2 separate regions of the Danio rerio genome follow, and region 2 is linked to region 1. The links are chromatin contacts, called in public HiChIP or PLAC-seq maps. All regions are on one chromosome and are shown on one strand. The core of a region is the stretch at or near the end of the contact, and the rest is flanking DNA. Distances in the headings are between cores, read along the strand shown.

The links. HiChIP or PLAC-seq counts read pairs in DNA pulled down with a chosen protein or histone mark.
Region 2: a contact with region 1 is called in an H3K4me3 HiChIP or PLAC-seq map of pancreas, with 6 times the contacts expected there. The contact joins the promoter of xpot here to the promoter of tmem181 in region 1. A contact is called at or near these places in 2 of 4 datasets of contacts at active chromatin or transcription factors (embryo and pancreas).

The regions. Positions count from the first base shown.
Region 1 is chr4:612,046-619,184 of GRCz12tu, forward strand. It overlaps tmem181 (transmembrane protein 181), which reads left to right and starts at 1,472. Exons shown (of 17, transcript NM_001044840.2): 1 at 1,472-1,756; 2 at 5,884-5,987. The coding sequence starts at 1,617.
Region 2 is chr4:895,550-903,243 of GRCz12tu, forward strand. xpot (exportin, tRNA (nuclear export receptor for tRNAs)) reads left to right here and starts at 5,574. Exons shown (of 25, transcript NM_001044852.1): 1 at 5,574-5,695; 2 at 7,209-7,359. The coding sequence starts at 7,270.

The DNA of each region.
Region 1 (7,139 bases), core at 222-2,721:
TAGATATTGTAGTGTACTGTAGTTTTGACTACAGTAAACTGGTGTATTGCTGTGTTTATACCCTACAGCTGTAGAAAAACAACAGATTTGTTGGTCATTTGCAAGGCCAGACAGAATCTGCGAACATTATTTGCTATTTCTGCACAGAATTTTGTAAAATATCTGTGGATTTGTGCTTTATGTCTGTAATTATATTTATGGTTTAAGAGTTTAACTAAATACAATCCAATTAAATCCACTTGTTTGGTACATAAAGCAAGTATGTCATATAAAATGTCTACTAAATGACAGAAAATATGACTTAATTGTACATAAATACTACAAAGATTTACATGTTATTCAATAATACTTCTGACATTAATACAAAACTGAATGCATATATATTTTTCTGTACATTCACGCAAGTAAATAGACTCAACGGTTGGCTAAAACATCTGCAGGTTCCACATTGTTGTTAGAAGGGATACAGCTGCGACCAGAAGTTAATTAAAATTATTTATATTGTTTATTAAATTACCCATTAATCGTATTTTATAAACGTCTACTCCTACCCAAAACCTAAACCCAACCCTCACACTAATGTAAAACAGTAATTATACTGAGTATTATTCACTATATTTATCAAATTACCTATTTAATTTTATTTTAATAACGTCTACCCCTATACAAACCCTCACACTAATGTAAAACAGTAATTATACTGAGTATTATTCGCTATATTCATCAAATTACCCATTCAGTTGTATTTTAATAACGTCTACCCCTTACCCAAACCCTCACAGTAATGTAAAACAGTAATTATACAGAGTATTATTCACTATGTTTATTAAATTACAGAATAAATTGTATTTTGATAACGTCTACCCCTATACAAACCCTCACGGTAATGTATAACAGAACTTATACAGAGTATTAATCACTATATTTTTTTAAATTACCCATTCAGTTGTATTTTAATAACGTCTGCCCCTTACCCAAACCCTCACAGTCATGTAAAACTGTAATTATACCAAGAATTATTCACTGTATTTATTAAATTACAAATTAAATTGTTTTTTAATACCGTCTACCCCTATCCAAACCCTCACAGTAATGTTAAACAGTCATTTTGTTGAGTTTTATTTACTATATTTATTAAATTACCCATTAAATTGCATTTTAATATCATCTGCCCCTTACCCAAACCCTCACAGTAATTTAAAACAGTAACTTTGTTGAGTATTATTCACTATATATATTAAAATTACACATTACATTGTATTTTAATAACCTTTACCCCTTACCCAAACCCTCACAGTAATGTAAAAATATTAATTATTGTTTTACAGTCACAAAAACTATGGGAGTATCCGCAAAATATTCATTATTGTTGTACAGAATCACAAATATGATGCTGCATTATTGATGCGAGTATCCGCAGCTGTATCTCTTCTAGACTTCACCCTGTCCGTGGTCCTGAACGCCTGTGGTCACGTGACAGCCCCCTGCGCGCCCCTGTGTGCTCGTGCGCTCAGCAGATCCTCGAACCTGCACCATTGAAGCGCTTCGTCCGCATTTCCAGTCAACAGAGCCGCCAGAAACAACCGTGAAACGCCATTTATTTACCTCCAGCGGAGATGGAGCGGGTGGAGGCCGAGTTCTGCAGCATGGAGAACCCGCTGGTCGGGGAAATGAAGCGCTTCTGCAGGAACATCACTGAAGCCTGCAATGAGCTGAAGGAGGAGCTGACGCCGTACAGGAATGAGCGATTCTACAGGTACAAACACCACACACAATAATGCTTTTATTCAGTAAATCATCAGATTGTGTGTTTGATACACGCGCAAACAAACAAACAAACGATGACGAGTCAAAATGGCGCGCGCGTGAATTTAAATGTGAGTCAGTAACGTTACACCGGTCATCAAGCCTAACGGATAAAAATATCCTTAAACAATCTGTACCGACCTAAAGGATGAACTGACAGCGTACATGAACGAGAGAATATACATGTACAGATTTATTTAACATACCTAACCAATAATAATGCTTTTATTCACTATATTAGATCGTTTATCTGTTTTCACGCGCAAACTAACAAACAATGACGAGTTAAAATGGCGTGCGCGTGAGTTTAAATGCGAGCCAAACACCGTGGATATGAAGTTAGAAGTATAAATATTCTTTCTAAAACGGATAGTTCGAGTAATTAGTGTATATTAGACTGTTTTTATTTATGATGTAGCACATTACAGCTACAATAAAGAGGTGTAAAACATTAAAATATTTTTTTCTAAAACAGAGTTGGAGTATTGGGTGTTTATTAGGCCATCATATTGTTAATTATGATGTAGCACATAAGAGCTATAATAAAGAGGTGTATTTACTGGTTATGACCACTGTTCTCTATTATATATCAGTGAGTTAAATGCAGAAATAATATATTTGTTGAATGGATAGTTTTAGTCCTTGTTATATATTTATTTTTATTATACATATTGATAGAGCAAAAATTACTCGCATAGGAAATGACAGTCCTTGGTCTGAAGGTGTACAGGAACGAGAGCTTCAACAGGTACATATTTATTAAACATGCAAAACATTAAATAATGCTTATTTATTAATTTTTATTTTACTTATTTATTAACTTATTATTTATTTACTAAATCTTCAGATTGTCTATGTTTCCATGTGCAAACAAACAAATTAAAATGGCGTGCGCAGGAATTTAAATATCAGTCAAACACAACACAAGTCAAAAGCATAAAATATTATTTATTAAATGGATAGTTACAGTCTTTTGGTGTTTAATAGGTTTACAGCATTGTTTTATTCATGAGGAAGCACATTACAGCTACAATAAAGAGGTGTATTTACTGTAAATGTGAGTCAATACACCGGTTATGAAGTCTAACCACTGTTCTCTATTATAGATGAGCGAGTCAAACGCAGAAAAATATTAATTGTTAAACAGATACAGTCCTTGTTTTTATTTATTTATTATTATTAAGCCCAAAACCGTGTACATATAAGTGTATAGATACAATAATTAATAGGGAAATAATTATATATGGCAATGATAAAAATGTACAAATAAAAACTGAAAATAAAAGTGAGTCAAACATCGTTATAAAGTCAAAAGCATAAAAAAAACATAAAAATCACAGCTACAATAAAGAGGTGCTGAAACGAGCTAAATTTCAGCAACACATCTATATCTATTAATTATTTAGGAGTCAACCATCATATTTGATATATTAAATTGTACAGATTTTTAAAATCATAATAGATGCTTAATAGCCTTTTTAAGTTCTTATAATTGAGGTCAAAGAAGTTTAAAATAAATATAATTTTATCTTTACAGAAAGAAATTAAAGGAGGGAGTTATAGACATTACTTTTGCTTCGTGTATGTCAAACTTTCCAGGAAAAATGATCAATTTCAAAGCATTCTCGACTGTATTACAGCCAGTTTTAAGATTTAAAGAAGAATCATACATTCAAGTTCATTGTTTTTGTTGAATAAATTAAAATCGACTCTGAACCCTGTTTCCAAAAGTCATCAGAATATTATCTATATCTATTTATTGATAGTACAGCTAATAACGCACTTGACATGCGCACTGCGGTGGAGGTCACGTGGTTTGAGAGGAGTGACGTCAGTGGGCTGATGTGTGCGGATATGCGCCGCCAGCGAACAGTATTCTCTGATTTATTTCCGTCGCCGGTGGGATAAAATCAACGCGATGGAGCGGTAAGTGTGCGGATGATGGTTAACTCGTGAAACACACACACAGACACTCTCGTATGCGCTCGGGGCGGGTTTTGCGGCCTCTGTTTCTGAGCGTACACATGTTTGAGTGAGCGGAAGTGATTTTACACCGCTTCACACAATGTTTACAGTGCTGAATAAATAACTGTGTGTGTTTGGAGTTGCTTGTTTTTTTGGTGTTTAGGACGCACTGTGTGTCTCGTGTTTGCTGTTGTGTCCGGTGGGTGGATAATGTGGGCGTGATCTTGTTCTGTGTGTGCGTGTGCGTTTCATGTGTCTTGTTGACTGTAAAATTTGAACTCCGATCTTCTTGTTTTTAATAAAACTATTGCTTTTTAAGCCTCATTATGTGCAGTGGCAAGTTTAATGAGCATTTTAGTTGGTCATATATTTGTTAGGGATGCTCAGATCAGGTTTTTTGCAGCTGATACCGATTCCTTGTCATGGTGATCGGCCGATACCGAGTACCGATTCTAATGCTTCAAGCTTTATAATGCATAAATACATATTTAATGCACATTATTCCTCTAAATATGATATATAAGTAGAGAACTCTCCCTATTTAAGAAAATAAATTAGGGATGCTGCATATAATGATACCTTAAATACATCTCTTTTAACCATTTAATGTCAACATGTCATGGCCATAAGCGGCTTTACAGAAAATAATAAAACACAGATATAAAAATTGGTTAGAAAATTTACAAACAATGCAATTTGGAAACACTGCAAATGATGAAAGACGAGTTCAACATGTCTCAATCAAGAACAAGTTTGGAGCGCATATTTAATGCATAAGAAATTAAAATGCACACATAAATTCATTCATGTTTACTAAAAGGAAATACACCTATAAACTACTGTTTATTACAATAAGGAAATTACAAGAAGTTATATTAATAACTATTCATGTTAAAATAAATAATCTTTAAGTTTTATTTATCTAATATTTCCAGCAAGCTTTTAGTGAACTTGTAATATTGTCAAAAACACAGAACTTTCAGCAGTTATATGTAAAAAGCCTTAAATACATGCAGGATCATTCAAATATTTAGCTCATCTCCAACTATTGACAGCAGATCTCTCAGAGAAAGGGAGAGATTTACACACACAATATCTTTACTGCTCTATTCATTTAACCTAACATGTGTAATGCTTAGAGCATCACTGTGCCTCTCACAATCTGTTCTCCTGCTCATTCACTTTCATCGCCATGATTTCCAGGTATTTTAACAAATGTTTGGGTTAGGGGCAATTGCTTCACTTGCGTCACAGCAGCTCAAAACATGGTAAATACAATGGCTGCATCTGCAGCAAAAAGAGCATCACTCTTGTGAGCCGTGCCAATACACTGTATAAACAGGTCGCACTGCATGGGTGTATATTTTAGCTGTTGTGATGCACGCCCCCACACATCATTTACCTCCTCATGTTGTGGCTGCTGTAGGCTATATAATATACAGGAGCGCACGTGCGTCTCCCCCCTGTTATTGGTTCATGAGATTGACAAGTACCAATCGAGTCATTAAATGTGATGGTCGGCCGATACCAATCCTCTGTCGGAGCATCCCTAATTTTTGATATGGTGCTTGTTGTTTATGCTAATTAATGGGAACTTTGTGCAAATGACATCAGTGTCATATTTAAAAAAATGTTTGTGATGTTGTCATAAAACTAATCATGTTTCTCAGATCTATCAGAAATCATACAAGCACCACAATAATAACATGTGGAGACGATCACAGCGCAGGGGTTTGAGTCTCAGTGAATGTGTGTGACTTGAAAATATTGTAAATATCTGCCATTTTTACCCCAGTGTAACGTAAATACAGTCTTTGTCCTGTCCTGTCTCAATTATAAATTATAACATTTCTATCAAATGTATTTTTTTTTGTTTTGGTTTGTTTAATAATATTGTTGATGGTGTATTTTTATTGGTATGAATCAGTGTGTTAAACAAATGTGTTGTATTTAAAGGGACAGTTTAGGGACGCACACACACAACTTCTACTCACATTCAAGTGGTTGTAAACTTTTATGAATTTTTTTTTTGATGATATCTAAAGAATGCTGGATAAAAAAAAGCAGCTATTGATTGTGTGTGTGTGTGTGTGTGTGTGTGTGTACACACAGATTGGCCCCGATGCGTCTCTACACTCTCTCCAAGAGACACTTCGTGCTGGTGTTTGTGGTCTTCTTCTTCTGCTTCGGCCTCTCCACCCTCATCGGTTTGTCAGGTGAGATCTCCACTTACCTGATTCTGTTTCTTAGCAACAGTCAAGATGCTCTATAGTAGATCACAATTCAGAGTCCAGAATCACACCACAAGAAAAACACGAAATGTTTAGCTTGTGTAGAGACTGCCAACTTTTGGGGGACCCATGTCAATTATTATTGTTTTTGCTTTATTAAAGGAGCATAAAAGCACTATAATATGTGTGCAGATATTTAGAAACATTCTTGTTTATCTGAAAAACACTGCTGAAGTCAGATATTCTGCTTTGAACATGTGCTTTACGTGCCGGAGCGGCTGTCTTTGTTTTGGTCATTTAACCCACCCACTGCCATTTTAGCCCACTATATTTCAGCACCCCGGGTTGCCAGATGGTGGAAAACAGCGTATTTCATTCACTCAGTCTGAAAGACTCTCGAAGTGTGCCTTCATGACTGAAATGCGCCCTCTGGTGGACAGTAGCAGACTCTGAAATGAGATACAGATTCAGAGTTGCACATGAGGTTATTAATTAATAATATAAATATTATGAGTGTAAACATGAGGTGAGCAGGTCACATTGTAACCCCGTGTCTGAACAACATGCTACCTGATGAGATGCGCTGTGATGAGCAGTTTGGCTGTTTGCTGCAGACGAAACAGGACAGAAATGTAAACACAGACATTCAGAAGCACAGAATAGTGCACTCACTGCACTCCAGCACAATGCTGAGCTTTATCATCTAATGAAGACATATTAAAGCTCTTGAACATGATTAAATGTAGATGCTGAATCACTGATATGTGTTGGTTTGCACTGAGTCTCAGCTCTAAAGTTCAATTGTATTCTCCAGATCTGAGCTGAACTATCTGCTGCTGCTGTCAGTGGGATGGCAATAAATGTGATGTAAAATGGCATTCAGACTCGCATTATTAACAATTATCACTGAATAAAGCACATGAGCTGATCCTTGTCAGTTTCTGTTGTTCAGCTGTGAGAAATAGAAGCTGTTTCTACAATATAAATTTGAGGTTTTGGTTAGAACAAAAACTCCTTTTAATATGAAAATATTCCTTCTGTGGCTTGCTGTTGCTTTTAGTCAGAACACGACTTAAATCAGCATTTAGGCTCGATAGTCAGGCACACTCATGTCAATCTGGCAACCTGTGCAATACC
Region 2 (7,694 bases), core at 4,324-6,823, 290 kb after region 1:
ATTCACCTCATTTACAATGTATGCGATTTAAATACTGAATTTTTGTGACATTTTATGCACTATTTTAAGCTGGATTAGCTTGTTAGATTGTCATCATAATAAAAATAACATAAATAAAATAACAGTTAATATACCAAAATATTTCCTAAAGATTTAGAATAAAGAAAAATATATAAATACTTGTTTTTAAAATGAAAAATATATATATAAATGATTAGAAAAAAATAGGAATCTGTTAATATTTTAAATCGAAAACTGTAGCCGATTGTAGCCTTAGCCTAAAACTGGCCAGAACATTGAACTGTCCTCAGTCAGAATTTGGCTATTTGAATAATAAAAAATTAAAACATAATAATAATATTAAAAGAGCCTCACCATTTTCTAGCCTCTCTTGTAAAAAAGTACATTTGATTTAATTGGAAATTCATGGATAACAAAAATAGCCAAATTACTTTTCAAATTCATTTTAATACAGATTTTGCTTGGTCCTAAAGCCTTTTTCAATGAATTAATTTCAGTATTTATGATGGCATTAAAGTCAAAATATGACAAATGAGCTCATGAATGGGACAAATTCCAGACCTTTGTCATTGAGGGGTGAGTCTTTCAAACCACCCGAAACCCCCCTGGCTATGGGCCTGTAAATAGTGAGAAAAAAAACAATGCAATTAAAAAAATAGTAAACTTTTTGTGCAAACTGTGCCTTAAATATCAGCATGTTTTACTTCAGTTAAGTCTTGCAATAAAGTCTTTTTACTGGTCAAAAGTTCACCAAAATTGAAACATTAACACAGCAGAATGCCAAACACTTCTGCATTTGTGTGTGTGTGTGAATGGAGGTCAGTGGAAGAAAAGGTGTATTGCTGGCTGACCCTTAAAGTGTTCTCCAAGACAGATCGATTTCAGCAAAAACAGTCGGTAGCTGTGACATCATCTGCCAGATTCAAGTACTTTGTAGTTGGCGGGTAATTCGGCGCCTTTTGATGCACCAGGAGCCAAAAAAGCAGTGAAATGCGGCCATGCTGGAAAATCAGTGTCCTGAAAACCCGTCCCAAAGCCCTTTTCCACCCACTCAGAAACACAATCCACTGCGCAAATGTTCAGAGTGACTGAATGCACTAAAACTCAAACATTTCAAAGTGTTGCAGACGAATAATCAGCTGTTGTGACAGCGACTGGGAGACGACACACACACTGGCAGGACTTCTGTGGAGAAATGATCCTACAGCACCTGTAAAACACAATCAGCCTGCAGGAACACAGCCCACACGTCATGCTGGAAGGTCTGAGCACTTCTTTGATCTTCTAAAATGAAAGAAATACTGGAGTAAATAGTGTTTTGATTACCGTACTACAGTAAAGTGTATTGTACTTATAGTATTTACAACTTTTTCCTAATGAATACCGCAGCACTCTGTAGTATTAACTAGTATATTTTACATTTCACTACAGTAAACTGTGGTGTGTTCTAGCTTAATATACTCCATAGAAAACTACAGAATTGGGCCATCTGTTTATAGTACTGTAGTTGTGTTACCATAGCAACTGTAGAATCACCAAAAACAGATTAATTGGTGTAGCTGTCATGTTACTATAGCAACTGTAGAATCACAACAAAGGATTATTGCTGTAGTTGTTGAGTTACCATAGCAACTGTTTAATCACCAAAAGTAATTATTGTAGTTGTCATGTTTCCATAGCAACTGTAGAATCCTCACATCAGAACAATAGCTGTAGTTGTTGAGTTACCATTGCAACTGTGGAATCACCACAAAAGATTAATTGGTGTATTGCTGTTACCATACCAACTGTAGAATCACCACAACAGATTAACTGCTGTAGTTGTCGTATTACCATAGCAACTGTGGAATCACCACAACACATTAATTGCTGTAATTGTTAAGTTACCATTGCAACTGTAGAGTCACCACAACAGATTAATTGGCGTAATTGTTGTTACCATAGCAACTGTGGAATCACCACAACAGATTAATTACTGTAGTTGTTGTTACCATAGCAACTGTGGAATCACCACAACACATTAATTGCTGTAATTGTTAAGTTACCATAGCAACTGTAGTCACCTCAACAGATTAATTGGAGTAATTTTTGTTACCATAGCAACTGTGGAATCACCACAACAGATTAATTACTGTAGTTGCTGTGTTACCAAAGCAACTGTAGAATCATCACAACAGATTAATTGGTGTAGTTCTTGTGTTACCATAGCAACTGTAGAATCACCACAACAGATTAATTGGTGTAGTTCTTGTGTTACCATAGCAACTGTAGAATGATCACAACAGATTAGTTCAAGTATTTTAGTATGGCTCAAAAACATTGCATCGGCCATAAATTACTATAGTATTTTATAATTATAGTGTTTTTGTAACGAAAACTTTTTGTGTATCTTTTAATGTAACCTTCAGTCTCAGAAGTCATTTTAATTTTACACATTTAAAAATATCTGTTGTCTGCTCCAGTTCAAATACACTATGATCAAAAACACTATGTATTCAACTGACTATGGTATTGTCTGACATGTGAGAGAAAGCCCTCCTGCTCTTCAGAGTTAAAGAAAGGACGTGTTTTTCTTGAGTCTTCAGGGACGGTGTGTGTTATTTAATTGACCAAATTACTGAGCAAAGCCAAGGCTGATTTTCACATTCACAGAGGACTATCAGTGGCTGCGGTTTGTTCAGAGGAAGAAGAAAGCATGACTCGAGTCTGTACTGCAGTTTTTGTGTTGTCGGATCACACAATTACTGCCTCCAGGAGGGAAATCGATCGGCTCTGGATCGTGGGAAACATCTGTATAGTTTAGCTGGCCGGCAGCTGCAGAGCCGTGGAAATTACCCAGGATTATTGGTTGAGAGGATTTCCTTCCTCTGTACCTGCATGCAACGCTCTTCAGCGCAGAAGTGAGGCAGTGTGAGCGACTGCTTTTCAACACGGCTCCACAGGCCTCCATGAAAAAGCTTTGCTTTAAATAAACATGTGCGGGTTTACACTGAGAGAAAGGGACTTTGGCTCGCAGGGCCCTGTTTTAAAGAGCCTATTATGCAAAAAAAAACACCTTTATAAGGTGTTTAAACACAGTTGTGCAGCAAAGGTGTGTAAATATAACCAGCTTCTAATGGTAAAAATGTATTAATAATTTTTTAATAGTCAAAATTTGCATGTGCCTTTGTATGTGTCATCAGAGACAGAAAGCCCCACCCACTAGTGACCATCTCTCACTCATTAGCATAAACAGCCCTGAGTGAGAAGCAGCCATATTGAATCTGCTGTTATGCTAACACATAGGCATTTTAGCTCCACCCTTTTTTTCCCCAAAATAGTGTAATTAATCGCGTATGGGTGCTGCTTGCAGTGTTTGTTTGTGTCCACACAGCGCACTTATGTGTCCTCACAATCATATTTTTCGTGCTTGAGTTTATAATTTGCAACTTTCTTCAGGTGTACAGTCATGTCATTTGCTATTGAGCTCTTTCATGGACTCGCATTGTATCGTTTAGCCATATTTAACACCATATTTATAGTATGATTATAGGACACAGGTTGCTGCTTGTGCTGGTATACAGCGAACATCTGAGAGGAAAGTATCATCTAAACTCTTCTGTAGACAATAGAGATGCATCATCCTCAAGTGTCAAGATGAACACTTTGTGTTGTTCAATCTGCATAGCAGTTTATAAAAGGGGAAAAATCAAAAGAGCTCTGAATAATACCGGACATCTAGGCCAATACAGGACATTTGGCAACCCACACAACTGAGTCTGTAGACATCAAAACAGCTCCTGTGAGAGATAAAGATAAAGCTTTAACTAATCTCCATCTTACAAGGACTATCAGAAAAAACAGTGTTTAATGTACAACATGCTCTTAAAACATAAATGCCTTAATATTTTGCAAAAATGTTGTTCTGTCTGATGTAAAAGTTCTTGTATAATCTGTCTTGGGGTATCTTTGAAGTTTTACTGCTAAAGTAGAAATGACGAAAAGAAAAATAGAAATGTCAATGACTCAAACTCAGCAACTTTCATGACTGAAATCTACAGACATGGGTAAAGGAATTAAACTGAATACTTGAATGTGTGTTTCAGATCTAAAATATTGGATCTGAAATAATGATCTGAACACCTATAAATGCTCAATTAACGATATATTACTATTCAAGCAAAATTAAACAGTGGATGAAATCCAGTTCTGTTCATTAAGAAATCATTCGACTTGTGTGTCATTGTTTGGTGAACAGAGTCCTCTAGTGGACAGAAATAAACACAACAGATCTGTTAAACAGCAGTGATTTGTAATGCGAGAGAAGGGAAATGATTGGGATATTTATTAGTATTTTATTTTTATTATTACTCAAATATCTCTATTATTTTTCGTTATTTTCAATTTTCAGTTCTTTTTAAACATGTTTTATTAGTTTTTTCCCTTTTAGTCATTCACAAAACAAAAATACAAACACAACATAAAATGCCTGACACAAAACATAACTGCATATACGAAAATATACATATGGCCAAAGCCATAAGATATTATGCTACAAATAATACAATATGGCAGGAAGAGGGAGAAGTTTGATGAAAACACATGTGAATTAATGTCTGTACAGACATTATGTCATTACGAGTTTCAAAATGTCACATAAAGCAAGGTTTATATTGTGCAGATATCAGTTGTGGAGTGGCTGAGACATGTTAAGTATTACAGGGGGATAGTCTCTCTGCCATCCTTCATGGAAGGGGGCTTATCATTGATCCATGACATCTAAATGTTCTTTCTGGCAGCAAAAGTTAACAGGCAGAAAAGTCATTGTTCTTACTTGTTCCTAATTAGTTTGCAATTAAAACCCAGGAGAAGGGACAGAACGTCTATATCCATGTCCAGACCAAAAATGTTGTTTATTTGGGCTACGATTCTGTGCCGATAGGCCTGAATCACCTGACACTACCATGTGCAATGAATATAATCCCCTATATTTGATTTGCATAGAGGTGAGTGGATTGCACTGAATTTATGTCTTAATTGAGATGTGATATAAATTCTTTGAAGGTTCCCGAGTTGAATGGCTCTGGCCCTATTGCAAACTGAAAGCTTATTGGCTAGAGATCAATCTATCTCCCATTCTTCTTCCAAAATATCCACCCCAAGCTCTTTTCCACAAATTGATTTGAGATGGGAGTTACAGACAGTGTTATAAGAGGACAGGGCCTTAGAAAGGAGTTCTTATCGCTGCCCTGTAATAAATTCTGTTGCAGTTATCGTTTTTATTTTAAATAAAGATAAAATAAAACCGCTACATTTCTTAAATGTTGTTTTTTATTTGTATTTTTGTTTGTTTTTCTTTATTGCATCTCTTGTTTTTATTATAACATAACTAACATTTATGCATTGTAAGATGACATATGTAACAGTCATGGAAAAGTTAGCCGCATACTGAACCCAAAGACTACAGAATACAATATAAATTATATATAGGCACTCTGCTGTACACACACACACACGCAAATGTGGTTTTCTGCCCTCTTTTATTTACGTGAAGCGTGCGCGCTCCTGTGCTTGAAGTTCTTCCTGTTCTCGTGCGCCGCACTTCCGGTCGGCCAGACACGCCACTGTTCGATCTGTTACATGCGCACTGAGTGCCCGGAGCGGGGCGGATGATGATGGAGCGGTAAAGTTCACGGTAAGCTGTGGTAACATTTGCTTCATCTATTAATTTACACCGTCGCCGCACGTTTTTATTCATTTGGATTGAAGTTTCGGGCGAGTCTTTTGTGTGACAGCGCGCGCCTGCACGAGCCGTCATGACCATCACATTCACAACACGCGTATCAGTCCGTTAAGCTGATAATTCATCAGTCTACCGATTTAACGGCACACATGTTCGTCGGTTTAGCTGTACGGCGGATGTTTGTCGTTATTTCGTTGTGTTTTCTCGGTCTGTCACGCCACGTTCACTGAGATTCCGCACGCGCGTGACACGCTGGTCGGTTAGCAACGTGAGCGCGCAGAAGCAAGTCGGTTGTTTTTAAAATATGACAACATAACCGTGAGTTTAGCAAATATCTGAGCTAAATGTAATAGTACTGTGAATGTGGAAAAGTTTTTTGTGTTAGTGGGCTATATGGGGTTGATTAAACTCACTATTGGGCCCGTGTTGCATCAGAAAAGTGTTGTGTATCTGTCAGATCGTATGTCATGATAATGGAGTACTACAATATGTATTCATACCTGGAATAATACGTGCTTGTCTAAATATTAAAGTATAACTATGGTACAGCTCCTAAAACTACCACCATCCCATAACATGGTGTTGTGGTTAAAGAATAAAGGAGAGTGCTGATTCAGCCTGTGTGTGTCCGGTCATTTGTCTGTTGTTGTTCTGGAGAGGTCATTCATTATTCCTAGATATATATTAAAATTGAATTGCATTATCAACCAGCCTTTTATTATTTACATTCACATTGTAATTGAGAATAAATCATGTTCATGATGGTATTGGGTATTTGTTTTATTTATTAAGCATGTTTTAGTGCTTTTTAGGATTTCTTTAACCCTCAATGCAAAGTATTCTTAAGCTAAAATATAAAATAAAATAGTTTATTATAAAATATTCTCATAAATGAGTGAACTGTAAGAAAAGTTTTGTATGTTTTCATTGTTTTATCACTGCATCCCCAATCAAACACAGCTAATCCAACTAATTAAGGTGTTCAAGACTACTGGCGGACCTCCATTAATTGAGTTCGAGACCCCTGTTTTTTTATCCTGCTGTGGTTTGTCGGTGGGCAAACAAACACATTTTTTTAAATACAAGCGTAAAATGTTTGCATTTAGGTTTTTTTTTTTAAAAACATACTAGGCTTTTAGCAATCTTCTCTGTGTCAAAACAGACCTGAGCTCATTACAAAATTACATTTTAATCCTCTTGTAAAAAAATATTGTCTGAAATTATTATATTTACAGTTATAACATTAGCTGTTGCATGTCAACATTATATTTCCCAGTGCTGGGTTGCGGCTAATAAGGCATCCGCTGTGTAGAACTTTGCTGGAATAGTTGGTGGTTCATTCCGCTGTGGCTAATAAAAGTAGTCTGAATAAAAATGAATGAGTGTCAACATGATATTGTCCACTGATCACAACTTGCATTCTTAATAGTGTTGACTTTGATTTTGGTGTGTGTGTCTTTTTCAGATGTGTGTGTCCTGTGTGGAGATTTGGAATAAAGTGATCGAGGACAGCAGCTAACCCACGTATGGCCTGCGAGTCGGCGTTACCTGCCATCATGGACGAGCAGGCCCTCATGGGACTGAACCCCAACGCTGACGCCTGCTACAGGCAGAGGGTGAGCACAAAAAACATGCACATTGACAGACGCTAGCACAATTCACACACTCAAAGCTTGCATGCTTGTTTATGAGCTAGGCGTCTAACAAAAAAAAGAACACTTAAAGGTGTAGGGGGCTGTTGATTCATACACAACTTTTTAAAGAGACAGCAGCTATGTATACTGCTATTAAACAGGAAAAATACACACTTGATAGATAGCTACACAGATACTGTATTTGCATTTTGGAACAATCCAGTTGTACCGTATGGTAGCATAAAGGGTTTATTTCTGACTATTTAGCTGTGGAGATATTTCATTATAGTTCGCCCAGATTAGCTAATGGTACTAAT